Linked DNA regions of Mus musculus: regions 2, 3, 4 and 5 are each linked to region 1. The links are chromatin contacts, called in public promoter capture Hi-C maps. All regions are on one chromosome and are shown on one strand. Each heading gives the region's core, a stretch centred on a gene start, on an enhancer-like site or on the middle of the called end of the contact. The rest is flanking DNA. Distances are from core to core; before and after follow the strand shown.

What was found. Promoter capture Hi-C pulls out the DNA fragments that hold promoters and counts their contacts. Capture Hi-C pulls out chosen DNA fragments and counts their contacts.
Region 2: a promoter capture Hi-C map of liver shows a contact between it and region 1, with 5 times the contacts expected there. The contact joins the promoter of Uck1 here to the promoter of Sptan1 in region 1. A contact is called at or near these places in 2 of 39 promoter capture datasets (liver and pre-B cells) and 1 of 115 datasets of contacts at active chromatin or transcription factors (embryonic forebrain).
Region 3: a contact with region 1 is called in a promoter capture Hi-C map of liver, with 3 times the contacts expected there. The contact joins the promoter of Pomt1 here to the promoter of Sptan1 in region 1. A contact is called at or near these places in 3 of 39 promoter capture datasets (frontonasal cranial neural crest, hippocampal neurons and liver) and 2 of 115 datasets of contacts at active chromatin or transcription factors (astrocytes and embryonic stem cells).
Region 4: a contact with region 1 is called in a promoter capture Hi-C map of adipose tissue. The contact joins the promoter of Prrc2b here to the promoter of Sptan1 in region 1. A contact is called at or near these places in 2 of 39 promoter capture datasets (liver and pre-B cells), 2 of 115 datasets of contacts at active chromatin or transcription factors (astrocytes and stem cell-derived neural progenitor cells) and 1 of 9 other capture datasets (adipose tissue).
Region 5: a contact with region 1 is called in a promoter capture Hi-C map of pre-B cells, with 6 times the contacts expected there. The contact joins the promoter of Nup214 here to the promoter of Sptan1 in region 1. A contact is called at or near these places in 4 of 39 promoter capture datasets (the C10 cell line, cranial neural crest, neutrophils and 1 more), 1 of 484 Hi-C or Micro-C datasets (nephron progenitors) and 2 of 115 datasets of contacts at active chromatin or transcription factors (astrocytes and forebrain).

What each region holds. Positions count from the first base shown.
Region 1 is chr2:29,963,461-29,968,256 of GRCm38.p6, forward strand. Sptan1 (spectrin alpha, non-erythrocytic 1) reads left to right here and starts at 2,100. Exons shown (of 57, transcript NM_001177667.1): 1 at 2,100-2,325.
Region 2 is chr2:32,257,541-32,262,336 of GRCm38.p6, forward strand. Uck1 (uridine-cytidine kinase 1) reads right to left here and starts at 2,565. Exons shown (of 7, transcript NM_011675.2): 1 at 2,369-2,565; 2 at 2,040-2,199; 3 at 1,031-1,127; 4 at 737-879; 5 at 550-644. The coding sequence starts at 2,494.
Region 3 is chr2:32,233,988-32,238,783 of GRCm38.p6, forward strand. Pomt1 (protein-O-mannosyltransferase 1) reads left to right here and starts at 2,653. Exons shown (of 20, transcript NM_145145.2): 1 at 2,653-2,754; 2 at 3,373-3,524. The coding sequence starts at 2,719. It overlaps Prrc2b (proline-rich coiled-coil 2B), which reads left to right. Exons shown (of 32, transcript NM_001159634.1): 32 at 1-550.
Region 4 is chr2:32,148,344-32,153,139 of GRCm38.p6, forward strand. Prrc2b (proline-rich coiled-coil 2B) reads left to right here and starts at 2,805. Exons shown (of 32, transcript NM_001159634.1): 1 at 2,805-2,948.
Region 5 is chr2:31,971,789-31,976,584 of GRCm38.p6, forward strand. It overlaps Nup214 (nucleoporin 214), which reads left to right and starts at 2,662. Exons shown (of 36, transcript NM_172268.2): 1 at 2,662-2,820; 2 at 4,712-4,796. The coding sequence starts at 2,776. Aif1l (allograft inflammatory factor 1-like) reads left to right here. Exons shown (of 6, transcript NM_145144.1): 6 at 1-1,654.

The DNA of each region.
Region 1 (4,796 bases), core at 850-3,349:
TGTGCTTGCTTTATTTTGTCCCTGTGAAGTTCTCATTAAAAACAAGGTTATTATCTGCAATATCCCTTCCCCATGCCCACACATAATAGTGTGAGGCATGCGCTGAAATTGGTGGGAGGGAGGGGAGCAACAATAGAAACCATGAGCAATGGCTTTTTGATGGCTCATTTCTCCTGCCAGATGAGAACAGGGTGGGTGCCTGTGGGTGCCGTTATCCTGACCATTCTTCCGATCAGAAAATGGACCAACCAGCAGGATTTTAGTTTCCCAGTCAGAAGAGAGCTCCCTTTAGGTCTTGGATTTGTTTGGCATTTGGGAGAAACAGTAGAACCCCTATTTTCAGTATGGAGCCCAGCCCAGAGAGCCCTTGCCACCGAAGTATCAGGTCTTAGACATTGTGGAGAGTTAAGTTATACTAGCCATTTTGTACCCAGTGCTGAACATCTGAGTTTTAAATTTGCTGCAGCTGACTGAAGAGGTGGTTACTATGGTCACCATCAGCTGTTTTCAGAAATGCACAGCATTTCTGCATGCCTTTCATCCCACCACTCAGGAGAAAGAGGCAGGGGGATCTCTGTGTTTGAGGCCTGCCTGGTCTACAGAGCAAGTTTCACGACAGCCAAAACTACAAAGGGAAATCCTGTCTGGAAAAACAAAAAAGAAAAGGAAAAAAAGCCCAGTCCAGGAAGTAGCTCCTCAACCAGTTTTCTCTGTAAAGAAGATGGCATTAAATGCTGTCCTCCAAGCACCTGCCTTTTGGATCTCAGGAGTCTGTGAAGCTGCCGCTGAGCTGTGGCCACTCCCTTTTTATTTTATTTTTTTTATTTTTTAAATCTCTCCTCTCCAAGGAAAATGACTAGGAATGTTCTTTCACCATCATGCCTACAGTCAGAGTAGCTTAGAAGTCACCTTGCAGATCCTAGGCTCAGCAGAAACCAAAGTGCAGAGGACCAGGAAGCTTGGGACTGGGCCTCATCCCAGTTCTGGAGCAATGCCCAGTTCTTTATAATTATTTAAATAGGAGGGTGGCTTGGTAACCAGGAGGCTGATGCCTGGCAGAGCTGCCTGACTACACAGGAATGAGCTGGGTGCTACTCCAATGGTTGCCACACAGCTGTCACCCAAAATGGAGGAAGGGAAAGAGCTTTTGCAGTAGGGGAGCCTGGCTACAGAGTTTAGTTCAGAGCCAGGCCCTGAAAAGGGTTGTGTATAAGAAAAAAATTACAGAAATTGTGTTTTCCTTTTCTCAGAAGTCTAGCACCCACTTGCTTAACGCTTGTGTTCAAATCTTAGGTTCTCTGATTGCTGCTTCGTGCTTGACCTGGGGAGAGAGCTACCTTCTATGTCATCAGGATGCTAATTTGTAAAATGGGAAAGGCAACATCTACCTTGTAAAATAAGAGCAGAGATTAAAAGCCCAAAGCACGTGCGGTGTCAGCTAAACAGCAAAGTTCAATTAATACTGGGGAAAGAAATAGTAATGTCGTTTATCAACTGGGACGAATACACTCTGTCTACTGGCAACAGGAAGATTGCTGAAGAATTCTCCATATCCTGAAATAAAGTCTTACGCCACAAATCAGTCTTTTTTTTTTTTTTTTTTTTCCCTAACCGGGATTTTTTTCCCTACCACCTCCTCAAACACGGATCCTTATATCATCTTTTTTTTTTTTTTTTGGCCCCATCCCCCACCAGAACAGGCAGACTTGGGTCTTCCAGAGCCAAGCCTCCCCCAGAAAAAGTGCAAAGAGGGAGCCAACATTCCAGTGAGATCATCCGAAAGGGACAGGGCGTCTTTCCGGCCAGGGCAGCAACATCCCCAGCCTGACTGCGGCGGCGGGCCCCGCCCTGCCCTTCGCCGCAGTCTCGGAAGGGCTCCCAGGGCGGAGGGGTGCGGCACAGATTCTCTGCAGGGCGGACTGGGCGGGGCAGGATTGCTCGGGTCCCACGCCGCGGCGGGCGGCTGCGGCGGCTGCTCCGCTCTGTGCCGCGCCCCGCACCCCTCGCAAGCGCGTTCCCGTCCTTTACCCCAACCCCCACCACCCCGCCCCGCAGCTTCGGCTCCTTCCGGACGCGCTCGGTCCTCTCCGTACTGCAGTGGAGCAGCGAGTCCCGCCTCTCGCGTCGCCAACCGGGGCACTTCCCTCACGCTCGCGCTCGGCCGCCGCGGGGGCGCGCGCGGCCGCTTATAAAAGCCACAGTGCGCGCGCGCCGCCGTCACTATCCGCTGCGGAGCGAACGGCGTGAGGCAGGGGCCGCGGCGGCGCATCTTTTTCCTCAGCAGCCCTCAGCGCGGCGACCCACGCCCCTCACCCCCAGGAGCCGGTAAGAAAGGGCGGTGGGCGGGAAGGGAAAGGCCGCGGGAGGCCGAGCACCGGAGCGATGTGGACAGATGAGCTGCGGAGCCTCGCGGGCGGCTCCGTGGGCCCCCGCCGCCGCCTTTTGTGGCGCGTGGGCTGCGGGGCGCGGCAGAGCCGGGCGGCGACCTGGAGTGTCACGGTCCGCCGAAGGTACGCGAAGGCCCCTTCCTGCGCCCGCGGCCCCACCCGTCGCGGCAGGTGGCGGGGGGTGGTCCTCGGCAGCACCCACCCGCGAGCGCCCCCGCACCGCCCGTCGCCCGCAACTGCGGCGCTCGCACCTCTCGGAGCCTCCTGTCTGCAGTGAAGGGCTCGCTGACCTTAATTTCATCCTGTGTGGCGGTCCCGGGCCCTCCGGCCGCAGAAAGGCCTCCTTTTTCTTTCCTGGTAATAAATGTCTTTTCTCTCCAGTGCCGACCTGCTCCAGTATAATAGTTAGATGCGGTGCCGCTTGGTTGGAGGAGATCCAAATCCAATAAATAACTTAATAGCTTACAGCTCTTTTCTTTCTATATAAGACATTAAGTCGAAGGCTTCTGGGTTTTTTGTTTTTTGGGGGTTTTTTTTTGGTCAAATTCTACTGCTGTGCCAGTGTGAAGTGATAGAACAGTCTTTTGTCTGAAGCTATCCCTGCAAATTTGATGAAATGCTTCTCCAGGAAAAATTTGATTTTAAAATCCTCTCAGGTACTAGAATTACACACACACATATGCACACACGCGCGCGCACACACACAAACACACACACACACACACACATCAAGAGGGCTTCTATGTAAGTAAGGGTCGGTGTGTTTTAAATGAATGTCCCAGAAAGGGTGAAATCATTTCGAACTGCTACACTTCATAGGGCTTTGTTGACTTTCATCTCTCTGTTTCTGTCTCTGTCCCTCTCTCTACAGGCTCTTACAGTGTAACTCCAGCTGGCCTGGAATTTGCTGAATAGCTCAGGCCGGCCTCAAACTCAGGATTTTCCTGCCTCAGCCTCTCAGATAATCAGGTTTTTCTATATAGAGACCCAAAACATTTTAAGTCGTTTGTTCTTTACCCTTGGTATTTTCAAAAAGCTAATTATTATGACTGTCAAGGAATACAAGAGAAACCAACCATATGAAGTATTTTAATAATGTGTTCAGAAATTGCGTTGTCATAGCAATTGGACTTAAGTAAAACAGAATGTATCAAAGATGGCAGGGTGGGGGTGTCTTGTAGCCAGGAAACAAGAGCTTAAGAATAGCACTAGCAACAGTGAGTTGCATGAAGCCATTGAGCCAAGGTTCCCACTCATACTAAATGTCTTAGATTTTAAAGGTCAAATTGAAGTCAAAGTTGGAAAAAAAAAATGTGCTGCAGTAGATCCCCTGCAGGAAATTAACAATAAGCCTTTTTTAGTAACTGGGTCATTAATTCCTCAAAGGGACCCTCAAAGTGTGTTGACTGTTATCCAGGGACCTAGATAAAAAGGATGGATTTCAAAGTTTGCCCTATACCAGACAAATGTGAAACAGTTCTTATGATAAACCCAAGGCCTGGAGACATATAGATATGCAATTCTATTCCCTACTTTTGAGACAAGATCTTGACCCGTAGCTCATCCTGAATCTATGTAGTTGGGTATAGCTGGTCTTGAACTCATTGCTCCTGCCAACAAGCCTGGCTGCCACCACCCTGGACTTTTACCCCTCTTAAAAGAAAGGAGGCCTTGTTATATGTCTCAGATCCTGGACTCAAGCTTATTTCTCCACCCTTAGCTTCCAAAGTAGCTGGACCTATGGCAGGCAGGAGCTGCTGCAGCCGGCTTATTCTCTGGTAGTGCCTTTAGCCTTGGCTGTATGCTTTGTAGTAATCTAATACTTGGAGAAATCTGATGTCAAGTAATCTAATGAACAGGTTTAAGCAGGGAGAGTCATATTAAGTGTATCTTTTAGTTCCCTGGATTATAATTTTCTATTATTTTTTTCTTCTCTGCTTTCATCTCAAAGGTGGGGCCTCTACAGATACTGAGAAATGGCTCTTAGGAATAGCTACCCGAGTCTGGTCTGTGGAATGTGCACTAAGGACAGAGGCTCTGAGGGCAGCCTGCCTTTGTTACCAGTGCCCACTGCCTATTGGAGAACTCCAGTCTATGCCTCTTGGTCTGCTGCAGCTCGTCAGCTGTGGCCTTACAGGGGAATGCCATGATCTGATGGCTAATGCTTATTCCAGGAATGCAGAGGTCCGCAGAGCTGGCCAGAGAGCCATCTGGCTGGAACAGCCGTGCAGCGAGTGGCACCTTTCACATCTCTTACACATGCTGCTTACACTTGTTTTGAGTAGGAAATAATTGTATTTTGTAAAGGTACTGCACCAGCAAACTAGCCCCAAGGTCAATCTTTGTTGTTTGAATTCCTTACTACACTTAGGCTTTCATGAAATTATCTTTTTACTTAATTACTTTGAC
Region 2 (4,796 bases), core at 1,315-3,814, 2.3 Mb after region 1:
CTTCACACATTGCACTCTGCAGAAACTTCAGAGAGCATAAGTATTAAAGAAAAAAATAGGTTAGCACACTTTAGGTGCGTGGGGGCAGTTCAAGACGGGTTTCTCTATTTAACAGCCCTGGCTGTCCTGGAACTCACTCTGTAGACCAGGCTGACCTAGAACTCGGAGATCCACCTGCCTCTGCCTCCTGAGTGCTGGGGTTAGACGTGTGCGCCACCACTGCCTGGCAATGGTGTGCACTTTAGTCCCAGCACCCGGAAGGCAGCTCTTTCAGCGGCAGCACAGGGATTTGGGTCCCGTTTTCCTAGTTCACAGGGGAGTGAGCAAGACACACAGGCCAGACTTGGAAGAGAACAGCTCATACGGGCACACCGGGGTCTAGCCTGAGACACATAGGCCAACAGTGCAGATAGCTCCCAGGCGGACAGAGCTGAGAGCCATGCAGTCACCCCAGGGTCTAGCCTGAGACACACTGGCAAACAGTGCAGACAGCTCCCAGGTGGACAGAGCTGACCCCCAATTTTGAGTTTGAATGCATAAAGGCAATACCGGCAGGCAGAACTCCTCAAAGGCTGGTTTCACAAAGGCGGTGTACTGAGTCAGGATCTGCTCCAGGTCCCTTCCTCGTTGCACATCCCGGAGAACTGCAGCAACAGGAACAAGGCACCATCATATGCCATCCTCCTTGGGACTCCTGGAAAACCCCAACCCCAGCCAGGGACCCAGAGGCCCTTACCTCTTCGAGACAGCCTAACATCAGAGTCTGTGTCCACAAAGAGGCGCAGGTGGAACATGTCCCGGATCTCCTGGGTGTAGAATACCAAGATGCCCTCGAACAGAACCACATCAGCTGGGTAGACCACAGTGGTCTCTGGTAACCTGCCAGGGAGAGACCAGGCTAGGCCCTGCTTGATGGCCCGCTCACATTAGTAACAAGGGGCCTGAGTAGAGGACAGTCCATGGAAACAGACTGCGATGGGACCCACCACGGGACTGGGTGTGACAGCCCTCCCAGGAACCACCTGCTTACCTTGAGTGGGTCACAAAATCATAGGTAGGGACCTCGACAGTTTTGCCTTCAACAATGTTTTTCAGGGTCTTGTGCATCAGATCATTATCAAAAGCATCTACAAAAACAGGAGAAGCCCAAACTGCCCATTTGCTCTGGTGCAGCAGAGGAGGAGGACCACCTCTGCCCAAGGGCAGCGCAGCTGGGAGCCAGGGGTGCTGAGGACCCCACAGCACACCCCAGGATGAAGGGTAAGGTTGTCCCACCAGAAACTGGAACAAAGACTTTCTGATTGGCTGACACTGGGGGAAAGAGATCATTTGAGCCTCTGCTCCTCTGTATCTGGCAAAACAAAGTTAAGAGTCCTATTCTCTGACCTTCAGGAGTCCCTAGGAAAGCTTAAACCTTCAGGAACACAGGCCCCTACCAGGCCAGGAAGCTCCAAGGCCTGAGCCCCAGATTAACCTCTGTTTCTACAACTGGCCTCCCTGAAGACTGACTGCCCCGAGACAGCTTGGGGAATCCAAAGGTCAGGCAGGCGGTAGGTAGGGTGTACAAAGGGCTCCTCAGCAACAAGGTGCCAGGCAGAGATTTCAACACATCAAGAAGCGATCCTCAACATCTCCTGGCTCCTCCTTCCTAAGTGGCTCTAGCAAAAATCTTGAGTCACTCCAGGCTCATGGAATTCAGCAAACCCTACCTTTCTGTGGGCCCACTACCAAGGGAAATGAGGGTAATGTTTCACGGAGCCCCATTGCTGCTGCATTCAATCCCCGCCCCCCTTGGCAGTTGGTGTCCAGCAGTTCTCTCTGGACAGCCTCAGTCTGGCACTTTGCATCCTATGTACACATCCCTGGACAGCCTCGGTGGCAGTCTGCATCCAACAAACATCTCCTACAGCCCTGGTCCAGCAGTCTGCATCCATACACATCTCTGTATCTGTCTGGCAGTCTGCAATCTCTGTAGAGCCCATATCTCACAGCAGTTTATCCTCTACCCCCAGCTCTCCAGGCAGACATTCTCCAGGTACCTGGGTGGTCAAAATTGTACTGTCCCTTCAAAGCCTTGGCCTTCTGCTCGGCCGTCAGAACCTTGTAGAAGCAGTCCTGGCTCAGGATGACCAACTTGCGCTGCCGGCGGTCCACTTCGTTCTGTCCCAGCAGCTCCATGATCTTCTCACACACTGTTGACTGGGGACAGAAGGTGCCAAAAGTGAGCTTGTGCACTGAGTGACCCGCCAGCCCCTGGGGACGACCCCCTTAGCTGCTAGCAACAGGTGCCGCGGTTGGGCCAGAGGCAATGGCGCCCCAACCAGCGGCCTGGCAATCCCTCCGCGAGGCCCAGGCGCAGGGCGCTCACCTTGCCACTAGCGGTGCCGCCGCTCACGCCGATGAGGAACGGCCGCGGCTGGGGACGATCGGCCTCGGGCGCGGCGCTCTCCGAGCCGCCGCCTCCCGCCGAAGCCATATCCGGAGCGACGGACATACATTCACCGACTCTGCCCGCTCCCGCCTGGACGTAGTGACGGATGCTGTGCGCATCGCTTCCGGGGACATGAGCGCATGCGCGCATGAGGCGCGGCACTCAAGGCCGTGTCCCTGAAGAGCCTCAGTGACTCCAGAATGACCCCTTTACCTGGAGGCGGGGCCTGGATGGGGCTCCACCTCCCGACGAGACGCACACTCAAGTGCTGGACTAGACCAAGGTCTCCAGCCCACTGACCCCTATTTCCCTAGCACAGCCGAGATCCTGTCACCCACAGGGTTAGGACCGTCCCTGCCTTATGCTTAACCCCATCAGTGCCTCCTGCCACGTGAGAACGTGTCATCCTGAGACACTTAGGAAGACCTCCCTCTCCCTGGCGCATTATTTAAGTATCTATGAATCTGTTAAAATCTCTTGATTTTTAGACAGATTCTTACCGCATAGCCCTTGCTGTCTGGTACTCTGAAGCCCAGGCTGGCCCCAAACATTCTCCTGCCTCAGCCTTCTGAGGGTGGGAGTAACAAGCATGTACCACCATGCCTGGCTTTTTAAAAAAAGGAAATATTTATAATAATTTTATTTATATGTGCTTGTGTGTGTGTTATGGGTCTGTGCACATGACTGAAGTGCCTGGGGAGTGTCAGATCCCCATAAGGCTGTAGTTACAGGCAGTTGTGAGCTGCCCATTTTAAATGCTGGGAACTGAACTCTGGTCCTATGCAAGAGCAGTACACTTTTTTTTTTTTCCACTTTACTTTATATGTATGGCTGTTTTACGTGCCCGTGTTTTTGTACCACATGCTTGGAGTTCCCACAGCGACCAGAAGAGGGAGTCGGTTCCCTCTGGTAGTGAACTTTCTAACAGTTAAAAGCTACCAGTAGGTACTGGGAATTGAAACTAGGCTTCTGGAAGAGCAGTCACTCCAACTCTCACTCCAACTCCAACAACCTGGCTTTTAAATTCTGTTGTTGTTGTTGTTGTTGTTTTGCTTTCTTTATGACAAATGTCTCATTGCGTAGCCCAAGCTGGCCTAGAACTTGCAAAGGAGATACGAATGGCTCTGAACTCACAGTGAGAGACCTCCTGCTTCTGCCTCCTGAGTACTAAGAATAAAGGCGTGCGCCATCATGCCTGGTCTTCAATTCTTCCTGTGAGCATTGATTGCTCCTGACGTTCATTTGCTATGAATACTTAGGGGGTTGAGAAATGGGGTGGAGCACTTACCTGGACGCTGCTGGACTCTCCAGTCTTGCTGCCTGCCTCGAGCAGAGGTGCTGCCAGTCCACCAGCCCAACTGCTTTTATGTCAGCACAGACTTGAAGCACTTGGTTGAGGCCTTAAGACAACCATGGAGTGGCCAGAGCTCCTGAAAGACCCAGCCTCATCCAGGCCTGTTTTAATTTGTACCAGACTTTTCTATCATAAGTCTCTAGATGGCCTGGGCCAGAGTGGGAGCCTGGAAGGAAAGACTGAGAGAAAAGGATTGCTCGTTTTGAAGGAACAGCTTCAGACAGGCTTGTGAGAGTCAGGCGATGAACATGAGACTCAGGACTGCAAGGAACAGCCATGCCACCCAGATGCCACCTAGCTGTCCCTCGAGCCTCTCTAGGCATGGATGTTAGAACTCAGCTTTCCCTCGGGATTCAGTCCAGGATCTCAGCCCGTTAGATGGTGGGCCATCCAGGGCTGGCCTTCTTTTTGTCTTGGTTAAACTTTACCAGAAACACCTTCATAGAGACATTGTCTTTGGGTTTTACTGCTGTAAAAAAACACCATGAAAACTCTTCTATTTTATTTTATTTTATTTTATTTTATTTCGAGACAGGGTTTCTCTGTATAGCCCTGGCTGTCCTGGAACTCACTTTGTAGACCAGGCTGGCTTCGAACTCAGAAATCCGCCTGCCTCTGCCTCCTGAGTGCTGGGATTAAAGGCGTGCACCACCACATCTGGCTCATGGCAACTCTTATAAGGACAACATTTAACCAGGCTTACAGGTTCAGAGGTTCAGTACATTATCATCAAGGCAGGAGCATAGCAGCATCAAGCAGGAATATTGCAGGAGGAGCTGAGAGTTCTACACCTTCAACCAAAGGAAGCCAGTAGTAGACTGGCTGCTATGGGGTTAGGAGGAGGGTCTCAAAGCCTACCCCCATAATGACACACTTCCTCCAACAAGACCATACTTCCTAGTAGTGCCTCTCCCTAGACCAATCATTTTCAAACCACTGTAGACATCTACAGGTGTTTCCATGGATCCTAAATGTACTCCAGTTGATAATGAAGGCTGACCATCATAACTG
Region 3 (4,796 bases), core at 1,403-3,902, 2.3 Mb after region 1:
TGGGGATGAGCACAGTCACCCAGCTGTGCTCTCCACTGTCTACCAGCTCTGACTAGTGATCTTCCAGGTGCATGACACCTGCAGCCCCCAGCTGCTTGCTTCAGACCTGCAACCTCCCCAGGCCCCATCTTTGGCATGTCACAATCCTGGAGCAGCAGTTCCTGTGAAGGCTCCTTAGCTGAAGGGTCCTGTGCTCTAGGCTTTCCACCTCAAACCTTTTATAGAAAAGGACTTGGGGGATTGTTCTTTTTGAGGGTCCTTTTGTTTTCCTTTGCTTTTCTTTTGGCCTTCCCTCTGTCTTTCACTTAGACCAGCTATTTGAAAGGGCAGACGATGCTAAAGGTGTACTGTGCAGCTTGTTTAGACGTGATATGGGGAACTTCTTCGGATGGGAAATGGAATCGTGAATTCACCCTCCCTTCCCTCCGGGTCAGTCCCTGTTGTTTCTCCTTTCAAATATGTGATTGTACTAGGTCTTTCCATACGAAAGAACTCTCCTTATTTAAATAAAAAAAAAGTATAAAAAAATAAAGCCAAACATGCTTTCTCAGGCTGTGTCGGTTTTCTATCATCTGGAAGAGTACGGCTGGCGCACTGCTTCCCGGGAGACTGGGAGTGGCCAGAATACCTTAGGGAGCGCAGCACTGTGCTGTGGTGGTGTTCCCAAGGCTCACCTAGGCAGCCATCCCAAGAACAGCTTTTTCTATGACTTTTGCCTTTGTCTTCCATTAATTGGTTATTTTAAAACCTTAAGACAGGATTCGAAAGATGTCCTCGGTGTGGAGGGAAGGCGACTTGGGTAAACGGAGCAAGGTCTCAAGCAATTTAGCAGGGACTAGGACACATGTCTTTCCTTCAGGGTCTCTGAGAAGGCTAAGCACGGAAGGGGTTGCAGATCATACAAATTAATATATATTCAAAGACATTAGTTGGTCTACATGGACATTTTTTTCTTTACACTGGGCCTCAGGAACCCCCTACCACAACAGGCAGCCTGTGGTTAAGGCACATCTCGAAAATGGGCAGCACCAAGAAGCCTTGTCCTCTCTGTGGGCCAACCCATGACCATCCTATCCTGTACTTCCTGCCTGATTGCTATCTGGGTTTCTATAGGAACAAGTGGAGGACTGCACTGTACTTCTGTGGAAGAAAAAATTAGATCTGGGGCAGGAAAGGTCAGGGGGATTCATATAGATAGGTTCAGGCTCAGTCATCACTGAGGCCTGGAACCTAGGTACAGGGCTGTCGGGACATTTTATTTATCAAATGTCATTTGTTAACACTAGTGAAGGGTGGTGTGGATTCAGAAGTCACTGGTGAGCATACAGTTGTAGGCCAGCCAGCATTACAAAAAAAAAAACAAAGTGCCAAAGGCAGTGCATGAGAAATCCCAGTCCCCCAGGCATAAGCCTCTTGCTACAGAACAGGCAAGGGTCTGGGTAGTAGCATCCACTAGCTTTTAAAGCCACATACATACCTCAGGTTTCCAGCAAGCAACACAATTTCCTCCTGAAGCTGAGTGCCCACGAGCTGTCCTGAAGCACCAGCATGACTTACATGATCAGACTAAACTTGGAACCCAAAGAGCTCGCTCTCCAATCTTCTGGCGCCCTTTCTTTGCAGGAACTTGGGTAGACTATGCTTAAACGATGAACAAACAATTCCGTGCACTCTTGACTAATGTATTTTATATGTATCTGTGGTAACTTGACTGCCTGGTGCCAGATTCTCTGGAATTGCGGTTCCAGATGATTCTGAGCTGTCATGTGGATGCTGGAAATGGAATCAAGGACCTCTTTTTTTGTTTTTGTTTGTTTTGTTTTCGAGACAGGGTTTCTCTGTATATCTGTAGACCAGGCTGGCCTCGAACTCAGAAATCCGCCTGCTCTACAGCGTGAGTTCCAGGACAGCCAGGGCTATACAGAGAAACCCTGTCTCGAAAAAAAAAAAGAAGAAGAAGAAGAAGAAAATCCCTAAGGACCTCTTTAAGAGCATCCAGTGCTCCTAACCACTGAGCGATCGCCCAGCCCCATTGCTACAATCTTAAACCGGATGTCACCCAATGCTAAGCTAACTTGTAAAAACTGAATTTTGGCAAAACATCTGGAGTCGGTTCGGGCTTGGCTTGCCATCTGAGCGTGATTGTAATACCCACCCACCTAAAAAGGCATGATTGTAATACCTGCGCTGGGGAAGCAAAGGCAGTAGTTCAAAGCCATCATCCTCTACATAGCGAGCCTGAGACCTTGGGGAGGAGGAGGGACAGACAGCTTGTAGGCATTCCAGTGTGGGAAGAGTTGAGAAAAAGCGATCCACCACTCACACAGCTCCAGGAGGTACAACGCACCCGAGGCTTCAAAGCTCTTACTCCTGCCCGTAAGCTAACGCGCTGCTTAACGAAACCGCTAAAGTAGACGCGAGGCCCGAAACGGAGAGCTCCGAGCACGTGAACAGCTTGTGGAAACACACTGTGCTTTATTAAAAAGGGGAAAGGGAGCCCTAAGGATAGGACAGTCAGTATGCCCAACTTTGATGGCCGGTGAGCACGCCGCGCATGCGCGCCACTACCTCGCGCTCCGGCTGCGCACGCGCGTCTCAGAGTCTGTCGGCCGCGTAGACACAACTAGTTGAGCGTCGATCCGTGGCCGCTGCAGAGTAATCGAGCGGCCTCGCCCCCAACGGTCGATCCTGCCTGGCGGTTCGCAGGCCTGGCTCCACATGGGGAGCCACTCTACGGGACTCGAAGAAACGCTCGTAGGTTTTGGAGTGCCAGATTTGAGAGCCCTCCTGGGGTCTGGGATCCGGCTTAGGGGCGGCGCGCTAGGGACGGTGGATGTTCGGATCCTGGCTGAGCAAGTCGTTTCCAGGGCGGCCTCTTGTAAAAGCCAGAGTGGGAAGAACTGTAGAGAAAGAACGGGCTCGGGGCACAAGCAACTCTAGGAGGAGAGGAATGCCTCCAGAAGAGGGAAAAGTCCATCCAGGTCACTGGGCTATGACAGTGCCCAGAGCTCCTCAGGGTCTTAGTTTTCAACCACATTGGGAAGGGACAGGAGAGGCCACTTCATTCATTAGCAGCCTTGTTCCTAGCAAGTGCCCAGCAGGTGTTTTTGGAATGACTTGTAGAAATGAGTATCCAGTTCTGAGATTCCTGAATTCACCCCTCAGATGTTTTTATGTATACCCTGTGCTTGAACACAACTGTAATTCTCCAACAGGTATGTTCTGGAAGAGTCCTTCTGGTTCTATTAACCCAACCCGCTATGCTGTAAATTCATCGTGACGCCAGGCGGCTTTAGGACCCTGTGGCCTCGTTTGTGCCTTCCCGGGCTGCTGTCCGTTTACTTTAATGGTAGTTCTTTCCCTCTTTTCCAGGGAGTCCTCCCGAGCTGGCTTTTCTGCAAAATGTTAAGATTTTTGAAACGGCCTCTAGTGGTGACTGTTGACATCAATTTGAACTTGGTAGCTCTGACTGGCCTGGGACTACTTACCCGACTATGGCAACTCTCCTACCCTCGGGCTGTGGTGTAAGTAGAGATCGGGGAGGAGAGTCAATGATCCAAGAGTCATTGTAATTAGTGACAGGAATCACCTTGCCGTACAGTGCAAAAGAGAGACATTCTGGGTTTCTTGGATCTCTTGGTGATGGATGTTTTAGCAGTGTATTGCTCAGGGTTCTCTAGAGTAACAACTTAAGAAGAACACTATGTTTGCATGTGTGTATATGTAAATAAATATAATATAGTATACATATATACATATGATTTATTGGAATGACGACTTACTGGCTGCAGTCCAGCTAATCCAACAATCGCTGACTGTGAATGGAAAAGTCCAGGACTCCAGTAGTTTTCTGCTCAGTCCACATGGCTGGGTGTCTCAGCTGGTCTTCAGTATACTCTGGCTTCCCAAAGAAGTGGGCTCTAGTGCCAAGGAAGGAATGGTCTTGCTAGCAAGGCGAGGGCAAGCAGGCTCAGAGGAAAACTTCCTACTTCTGTGTCTTTAAATAGATTTTCAGCAGGTGTGGTGCAAATTAAAGGTGTGTCTTCCCACCTCAAAATCTGGATTAAACTAGTGTTCCTTCCTGCCTTAAAGGTCCAGACGAGAAGTGGATCCATCCATTTTAAGCAAAAGATCTCTCATAGATGTACACTTAACTTCTGGATTGTAGATCATTCCAAATGTAGTCAAGGTGACAACCAGAAATAGTCATCGCAAGCAGTGTGGGTATGGCCCATTTGTCCCCCAGAACAACCACTAGAATACATACATTTTAGGGCTTACCTTATAGGACTATAGTAAGAAAGTTTTGGTCTGTCAGTTTCCAGCCTCACTTTTCCTTAGCCAGTTGAAAGGTGTCGGTTTGATGAATTTGTTCGTAAGGGGAACTATGCTGTTGTTATTGAGAGGGTATGTATATTAGCTAATACAGGCATTCTCTTCTACTTTGTTTTTTTTTTAAATACTTTAAGTTTTTTTTTTTAGATTTATTTATTATTATATATAAGTACACAGTAGCTGTCTTCAGATGCACCAGAAGAGGTCATCAGATCTCATTACAGATGGTTGTGAGCCACCATGTGGTTGCTGGGATTTGAACTCAGGACCTTTGGAAGAGCAGACAATGCTCTTACCCGCTGAGCCATCTCGCTAGCCCTCTCCTACTTTGTTATAGGGGTCAGATATATACATGGGTAGACTGATGACCTCAGCAGCCCCCTTAGAGATTAATTTGAAGAAGATTCTAGACATATGTATGACTAATTCACTATATACGTCTGAAAGATGAGGATTATTTA
Region 4 (4,796 bases), core at 1,555-4,054, 2.2 Mb after region 1:
TACTTGCTACAAGTCTGCCTTTCTTCCCTGCCCGATGGGAAGAGCATTGGTGTCTATCTTTTGTGCTTGGTGAGGGTGAAGTGAGAATCCAGGGCTGGGGGAAGGGGCCTGTAGCTCAGTTGACCTAGCACATACAAAGCCCTAGGTTTGATCCTCAGCACTGAGTGGGCAACACACGTGTAATCCTGCACTTGGGGAGGTGGAGGCAGGAGGATCACAAGTTCCATGTTATGCTGTAACCCAGACTGGCCTCTAGCTTCCTATGTAGCTCAGGATGGCTTTGAACTTCTGACTCTTGCCTCTTTCTCCTAGGTGCTGGGATTCCATACCTGTCTACACTGCTGCATCCTGATGTACTGATTTATATTTGAAATAGGGTCTCGCTACATAGCTCTAGCTGTTCTAAGGCTCACTATGTAGCTGAGTCTGGTCTCAAATTAGCAGCAATCCTCTTGCTTCAGCTTCTCCAAGATTGGGATTACAGGCATGTGCCACCACTGTCTGGCTAGCAGGTTTATCCTAGAGAGGAGATACATAGAAGTTGTCATGGATAGAAAGCAGTAATGTTGGGAAAGCATAAGAAAATTATAGTGCCAGACGTGGTGGCACACGCCTTTGATCCCAGCACTCGGGAGGCAGAGGCAGGTGGATTTCTGAGTTCGAGGCCAGCCTGGTCTACAGAGTGTTCAGGACTGCACAGAGAAACCCTGTCTCGAAAAACCAAAAAAAAGAAAAAAGAAAAAAGAAAAAAAAAAGAAAATTATAAAACTACCCAAAAGAACATGCCCCAGACACTGGGCTTGGCATTCCATTGAAATGGTTTTTGTTTTTTTCCAGGACCTAGTTGAGCGGCCTTGGAAAAGCTGTATATCCTCTCAGTCCCTCTTTTTTCTTACAATAATAAGTGCTTCAGAGTTGGCATTAAACCAGACAAGCCCAGCCCACTAACAGAGGACACCATAGCAGCTGGGATTTAGTCTCTTCAGGAGAGTGCCTAAGATGGTCCCACACTTTTCTTCTGAGTAGCTGAACCCAGGGCCTCCTGCATTGAAGCGACAAAGTCTACAACTGAGTTACATCACCAACTATTTCTTTTTAATTAAGATTGATTGATTGATTGATTGATTTATTTATTTTACACCAGAACAGGGCAGACCCCATTACAGCTGGTTGTGAGCCACCATGTGGTTGCTGGGATTTGAACTCAGGACCTCTGGGAGAGCAGTCAGTGCTCTTAACCACTGAGGAGCCATCTCTCCAGCCATATATATGTTCTTGTTTCTTGAATGTTATTTTTAATTGCTAGGATATCTGGAATAGATAAGGAGAACCTAGCACTGCACAGTAACCTCGAAGGGAGCCAGTCTCTCTCCCAGGCCTTTTGTTCTGCATTCACACGAATACACACCCAAGTGGGGTGGTTTATGTCATGTTTTAAAAAGGGTGAAGTGGCCGGGCAGTGGTGGTGCAAGCCTTTAATTCCAGCACTTGGGAGACAGAGGCAGGCAGATTTCTGAGTTTGAGGGCAGCCTGGTCTACAGAGTGAGTTCCAGGACAGCCAGGGATACACAGAGAAACCCTGTCTTGAAAAACAAAACAAAATAAAACAACAACAAAAAAAGGTGAAGTGTCTATACGGTGCACTTGTTATGGAAGGGAGACCTTGCTGTGGAATGGTGCAACGAACCACTTCTGCCGTACCACTTCTGCCGTACCACTTCTGCCGTACCACTTCTGCGTGTTTCCTGCATGTATCTTGCCACTGGGATCCCCCTCTCCCTCCACACATTCTAACAGGTCAGGACTGTCAGGCTGTCAGGTTTGTCTGTCAAGAGGCTCTAGAGCTCTGGGGGTGGTGGGAGCAGGATCCAAGTTCAGTCCCTCTTCTGAGCCCCCCTCCCTCTCAGGTCTGCATCCCCTGCCTTTTAGGGTGCTGAGTCCTCCCCATTCTCCCCACCCTTTTGCATTCTCACCCCAGAGCTCTCCCTGGGGTCCCCTCCCAGTCTATGTCTGCTTCTTTCAAGAGCCCCTCCCCCACCCATGGAGGAGGCCTTCTCCATGGGTGGGGGTGGTCTTCAACCAGATCCACTCTCCGTTGAGATTCCTCTTCACCAGGAGCCTCTCTCCATGAAGACCCCTCTGATTTGGGACCCCATCTCCATCCATGTATCTTGCTACTGGGATCCCCCTCTCCCCCCAGTTCCTTTACTTTTTCTCCATTTGAGCCGTCCTCTCCATTGCAGCCTCTTTGCACCAGGGCTTCCTCCTTCTCCTGGTTCCTTTCCACCTAGGCCCCTTCTCCATCAAAGTCCCTCTCCACCAAGGCCTCTTCTCCATCAAGGTCCCTCTCCACCAAGGCCTCTTCTCCATCAAGGTCTCTCTCCACCTAGGCCCCTTCTCCATCAAGGTCCCTCTCCACCTAGGCCCCTTCTTCATCAAGGTCTTTCCATTTGGGCCCCTTCTCCACCTCGGCCTCCTCTCCACGTAAGCCCCTTGTCCATCAAGGTCCCTCTCCACCGCGTCCCCTCTCCAGCCGAGCCTCCTCTCCATCTAGGTCCCTCTCTTCCGCAGCCCCTCTGCACCGCGGCCCAGCTCGCTCCCCGCGCTCTCCCTCCTCCTCTCCCCCGCCCTCCCTCCCGGGACAGGGGCGACGCAGCAGGGGGCGCTGCGCGGGCCACCGTGCGGGCGGCGGGCGGGGGCGGCGCGGAGGCGGAGGCGGCGGCGGCGGGGGGCGGGGAGCCGAGCGCGGGCGGGAGGCGGCGGCGAGCCACAGCGCCGAGGCTCCAGCGAGCGCCGAGGAGCGGGAGGAGGAGGAGGAGGCAGAGGCAGGAGCGCAGAGCGCCGAGCCCCGCGCCGCCGCCGCGCAATCCGCCGCCATCCGCCGCCCCCGCGCCCGGCCGCCGCCCGACCGCCATCGCCCGGGCCCGTCGCGCGCGGACGCAGACCAGGTGGGCCGGGGCCGGGGCCAGGGCAGAGGCCGGGGTTGCGCTTTGTCTCCGCGGCGGTGCGCTGCGGCGGGCGCGGGGCTGCGGCCTGGGCGGCCTGCTCGGCGCTCCCCAGCTCGCCATTGTTGTGTCTTCGCGGCCAGGGCGGGAGGACGGCGGGCCGAGCGGGGCTGGGCAAGGCTCGGGGTCGGGATCGAGCCCGAGGGCTCTCCTGCGCCCGGGGACGGCGGCCTTGTCGGCCGGGGTGGGGGACGCGGGACCCCGAGGCCGCCCGGAACCGCAGGCCGAGCGCCGCCCCGGCTCGGGTGGGTTCGGCTGAGGGAAGCGGGGTGGTGTTTTCACGGCACCCGGAGCCGCTGCTAAAAATGTTTAATGATAAACAGGATGTCGCTGCTCGGGGCCTGCCAGATTGATTTTTTTGTTTGTTTCTTTTTCTTCGTCTACCTTTTAAGAGAGAAATGCAGACCTATTGAGATAGATGGTGGGCCTCTCTGGAGAGGATCTGCCTGCATAAAAGTGGACGCTGCTGCTTTCCTTTCTTCTTTGTAAATATCGTGGGGGGATGAAGCCCACTGTTAGGCAAGAATAGGTGTCGCCCCCCTTCCCCAGGCAATGGTGAGCTTGAAGGAAGTGGGAGAAGGGGGGCGCCGATGCTCTCCGGAGTGTGTCATTTGCTAAATGGCTGCCTGGGAGAAACCTTTATAAAGCTGTCTTTTGCAGGGTAGTTAAATTTCACCTACGTTTTTTCTTTCCTGGAAAGGTTAGCGTGTATTTCGGTGTGTTGTCTGTTTGCGTTGTATATCTCACTTGGGTTTTCTGTCCGTCTGTCTGAAGCCTCAGCGCCCTTTCTCAGCAGTACAACCGCAGGGGCTTGCTTTGTATCGTAATGTCTGCACCGTCGTGGTGCAAGCTGGGACCTGAGGGGTACAGGCTGTGGAGTGGGATGCTTGCTGCCACCGAGGGACTACTCAGCCTTCACAGGCAGAGAGGCATGACTTGGCAAGCCGTCGGTGCTCTGTAGTTACTCTGTGCTGTCAACCTAGGACAGAAGGCTGGCCACTTGTGGTGTCATCCATGCTGGGGCATGCCACAGGTGCTGGTTTGAAGTGGCAGCGTTGGAGAAGGGATTCAAAACATTGGGTGATGTAGGACTGCTGGAAGTTCCAGGTCAGCCTGGGCTACATGGTGAAAACCCAACAAAATACCCACATCCGTAGGTACTTTGGTTAGTGCTGGGCCTCAGTGGGGAGGAGGCACGGACTGCGTTAGTAGCCCCCGTCAGAGCAGGGGGTTGTCTGGCTTTCAGTGGGCTGGAATTGTATAGGATGGATAGGAGAAGAGACAGGAACTCGGGAGTCTTGACTTTGGAAGAGAACTGCCCTCCTTGGGGATGGGCAAATAATTGTTCGGGGAGCCTTCAGCTTGTTCAGGCAAGTGTCCCTCTTGGAGCCATGTTCAGGTCCTCTTGAGTGACTTTACCCAAGTCTCTGAGCCCCAGCTCTTGCATCTATAAAATGGGAATAATAAGACTCCTGCTGTATCTCGTGGGAGCCTCCGGTAAGGTTCACAGCAGAGCGTTTCTGTCCTGGGAAGGTGGTAGACATGGACATTCTCGCAGGTTCCTTGGTTTTGTTAGTTCCTTTTAAATCCTGACTTTTCCTCGTGTTGTGGCTTGTGGAATTGGGGACCCCCTGCAAATGCTGTGACCAGCAAATTGTTTCAGGGCTGGCTTAAAGGTCCAGGGGAGCTCAGCTAGATTCCGCTGCTAGTGGGAGACCATGGAAGGGTTTCAGATAATGAATGGGGAGACAGATATTGGTCTCACTCTGTGTGGTGACGTAGGCCTTGGCT
Region 5 (4,796 bases), core at 1,412-3,911, 2.0 Mb after region 1:
TCACTCCCTCAGTTATTTATCGAGTGTGTATTACAAGCTTTAAGTTCTCTTGCTTTGTCTCCATGTGTGCTATGTCCAACTCCTAGCTCCCTTTTCAAATCCCTCAAGTCCTGGAGCTTGGGGATTAGATGGAGGTAACATGGCAGATTTTAGCTGGGCCAGTCCTTCCATTTCACTGCTGGCCTCCAGGGGTTAAGTGCCTTGCTGAAGGTTGGTGGGGGCTATCAGAGAGTGTGGACTGGAGACCCGCTCTAGGCTGCATTGGTCAAAGGAAAGGGTAGAGAGCAGCATTTCCCAGCCTGATACTTGAGGAAGGTGTGGTCTCCACGGAACACCTTGGGTCAGGACTCACCCTCCTGAGGGCCTCCAGGTTGGCAGTGAGATTTCAGTAAGCACCAAGCCTAGCTTTGCAGATTGTCTTCCTTACAGCTTCCTGACTGGTCTTCAGAGACCATTTCCAAGAATTCATGCAGCAAAGTATCAAATGTCTTACCCGAGTGGGGAACCTCAGCCTTGACCCTGCTTGTGTTCTGGAACCATTTACTCTGGGCACTCAGGACGAGACAGTCACTCATCACACATATTTATCAAGCACCTGCTCAATGACACGAGTCCAGAACCCGGCAGTGAAATGGACTGATGTATGAAATTTATGTCTACTGGGGAATCACTCCCAGCCAATCTAGCCAATGACTATGATATGGAGTGGGGGGGAGTGCAAGAGGTGAGTACCATGTAGTCCCAGGGATTCCAGCTGGGCTCATAATTTGGCAAGTGTCAGAGGAGCCTCTGTAAAACCTTAAGTGGAAAAGACAGGGAAGCGTTGAGCTAATGTGCTTTTCCTGTGGCTCTTGTTCCACAGTCCAATACCCAGGGTGCTGTTCCCACAGCAGTGAGAGAGAGAGAGAGTGAAGCAAACAGGGCATGGAATGGTTAGCTCCAGTTCGTCCTCTGGTCTCAACCAGTTCAGTTCAGGAGAGAGATCATTTCGCTATGACTGGCTGATTTTCAGCCCTAGGAGCTGCTTCAAATGCACAGTCTAGTTGAAGTTTAAACCCCAGCATTCCTCCCTATAAATATAAAATCCTGTCTACCCTCACCCCATCCTTTGACTTATTTTTCTTTTAAGATTAGCATCTCTGCCCCCATTTCCTCCTGCCTTCCTTCTCTGAGCGGGCTGGGACCTTGGACTGCATTGGGTCCCTATTCTATGTGACAGAGGAAGGAAGAATCAGCCGGCTCAGTGGGTCCACAACTCATGAGCTTACACACCACCTCCATAAAGGAGTGTGCCACTGACCTCTGCAGAGCACAGAAAGAGGCAGTGGTCTGAAGATCAATCTATGGGAAGACTTAAGAATGACCCTTTAATGGAGGAGTTGGCATATATTTCAAGTTGTGTCTGTTGGTTCCAGGGTTTTTAACCTCTCTAGTTAAGGGCTTAGCTTTCTTGGGACATCGGCTGCCTTATTTCTGAAAAAGACCAAATGTAACTGGTGTAACCAGCAGTTTGGGGATTGCCAAGTATGGCTTTGCCCTGTGACTCAAAAGATGTTTGTAAGGTAGATTTGGGTGAGTGCCATTATTGTGTGCATGTGTGTATGTATGGATGGGATGTGGTCTCCTGCAGACTGAAATAAACTAGAGCAATTTATCAGTGTCTTTGTGTTTCTTGGGGACAGCTCTGGGCTCAGTAAATTCAGAAGAGCTAGCTGACAACAGGTACCAAGTAAATGAGTGTGTCCTGGGTCTCCCATGTCCCAGACAGACAGTTGACGTCATCTGATTAAGCCCAAGACCCAGGTCTACTGTTAGCATTTTACAATGAATAGAGGCTTGCACACATGCAACTTGTTGAGAGACTGCATCTGACAGAATGTGCCCTCTGGAGCTGACCCACCAGCTCCAAGTTAGGAACCTCTTTTATAATTCTACTCCAGAAATGTCTTCAACATCAGTCAGTATACGCAGATCTGAATCTTAACCCTTCCTGGCTGAAAGCTATTGGATAATTTAACTGCTTTGTGTGGAATTCTCTTATTACATATTTTTTTCCAGACAGGGTCCCATGTAACTCAGGATATCTAGAGATTGCTATGTAGCCTAGGAAGACCTTGAATTCCTGACCCTCTAATCCCCAAAAGCTGAGATGATAGCCGCGCACCATTTGCGATGTGAAGTGGATATGGCTTATGATCTGAAACGATTGCCTTGAAAACAGTAAACAAAACCGATCTTTTGTCCCTTTTCCTCTCCGTTTTTAAAAGGGTTCTGCACCGGCACACAGTGCAGTCCACCCGCTAACCGAACCTCTCTGTCCGCTCTTCCCAGCAAAAAAGTTCCTAACTTCTCTAAGTCGGAAGCTTCTAAGAGCCCTGCAGGTAAGTGCTACCGGGAAGCATCGAGAGTCTCAGGAAGGCCGAGCGTGCCTCTCTCTAAGGAAGAAAATTAAATAGCGAGGCTGCGCACGCAGCATCCAAAGGAAGGCGGACTCCGGCCCGCGCCTCATGGCCACACCCACTGCGCGGAACCGGCCAATGGGGCCTTGTGGATTGGCAAGCGCGCGACTTCCGAGCAGCCCTCGACTGCCTCCGAGCACACTAAAAACCGGCCTGGGTGACGTCAGTCACGCGCGCCGGAAACGCGCATCTACCACGCGCCGCGGGCGCTGAGGGAAGGAAGTTGAGGCCTGAGCGGCCTGAGCTGTGTTTGAAAGGCCGCGGGTGGCAGCGGCAGCGCCAGCAGCAGCTACTTGAACACCCTGAAGGCGGCACGATGGGAGACGAGATGGATGCCATGATCCCTGAGCGGGAGATGAAGGTTAGAGCCTGGCCGGGGCCTCCCCGCCTGCGTAGTCCTGGAGTTGCCTTGGAGCCTCGCCTCTGCCGGCTGCTCCTGCAGTTCGCAGGGTCGCGATCGCTCGCCCCACAGAGCGTCCGCAGCTCTGCGTGTCGCGGGCCTGAGTTCCCTGCAAGTGCAGGTACCTGTCCTTGCGTGGGTTTGTCCACGCCTTCTGAGTTACCCCAGGTACTCTGATGGGCTGGTCGCCTTACTGGTGACAGCGATTCTTGTTTATTGAGTGAGACGTACTGTCGCCACCGTCGCTGCAGCCCTTACGACCAGCTTAGAAAGAGGAGCGCATTGAAGCCTTGAAAGCAAATGATCCAAAGTCACGTGGCAAAAGCCTTACATCTCTCTTACGATTTAGGCATGGTCTCTTGTAGCTCAAGGTGGCTTCTGGTCTTGGGCTCTTGTCTCTGCCTCCACCTCCCAAGTGGTGGGATTATTGGTGTGCATTACCACAGTTGGCTTAGACGCTCAGTTCTTATTAGCTCTCTATACTTGAGGGTGGTCCAAACTACCTAAAGTGGAGCCAAGAAACACTATCTGCCTTCAAAACCCCTAGTTAGTAGGAACAGGAAGTCAAGTTTGGCACTGGAAATCAGCTTGAACTCATGAGACTAAAGGAAAAGCAAGCGAACCCTAAGTGATCCCCATGCTACAACTTCTGGATACTGTGTTAATAGTTGGCTTATATACTCTGACAGAATGGAAAGGCAGGGGACCGTAGACAGTTGGAAATGAGTGAGTTGCAGGAAGGTGTTAGCCATTTGTGTGACCGGTGAGTCGCTAAAATGCACATGGGTCGAGTGCTCCATATCATGCTTAGAAACAGTGGCTCTTCCTTGAGTCAGCACATGTGCTGAGCCCGGTAATGGGCAAGCTTCATGTTCCTCAGATATGTTCGGGTAGAGAATTTAGAACCACAGGGCTAATAGCAGTATTTTAATTCCTGCCAAAAGCAGAAAGGAGAGGTTTGGGTTTTGGGTTTGTCTGTTGTGTTTGTTTTGTTTTGTTTTGTTTTGTTTCTTTTGTGTTGCTTCATCACACTGGCCCACCACAAAAAAAGCCACCAAGCCCCAGTGGTACAGTCATGACTATTAGGATGATAATATCAAAAAAGATAGATGATTTGTTTCTTTATGAATGGCCAGTGTGGCCTCATGGGGAAATTTGTGTGAACTTTTACCCACCGTATTCAACTGGGATTAAGAGTACTGCTCTTCCAGAGCTCCTGAGTCCAATTCCCAACACCTACAGGGCAGCACACAATTGTCTGTAGCTCTAATTCTCACACAGACACATGCAGGCAGAACACCAATGCTCATAAAAATCTTCCAGTAAATATGTATTAAACATGGACTGCAAGAAAATTAGTATGTGTGGGTGTGCTAGACACCCTTTATGAAGCATTTCATAAGGTTCTGTAGAAATACATTTTCTCTTGTAGCTGTCATATTCTTTTCACTAAAATCCCTAGCTGGAGAGTTAGGAGGTGTGGTGGAGGATACAGATAGAGCTTAACAAAGTGATTACAGATTAACACTTTTTGAGGGTATTAGATCCCCAGGAACTGGAGTTACAGACAGTTGTGAGCTGCTATGTGGGTTCTGGGAATTGAACCTAGATCCCCTGAAAGAGCAGCCAGTGTTCTTAACCATTGCTTCCTCTCTCCAGCCCTCTCTATTTATTTCATTCAGCAAATGTTAATGAGTATTATACCAAGCACCACCAAATACAGAGTCTAAAAACAAAATTGGTGGCCTCAAGGTAATAAGTATATTTTTGTTATCCTGAAATTGCATTTATGGACTATGATAATAGACATGATTTAATTTCTTCCTTGATCTTGTTTCCTATTCTAAAACAGGACTTTCAGTTTAGAGCACTGAAGAAAGTGAGGATCTTTGACTCTCCTGAAGAGTTGCCCAAGGAGCGCTCGAGTGTGCTTACCA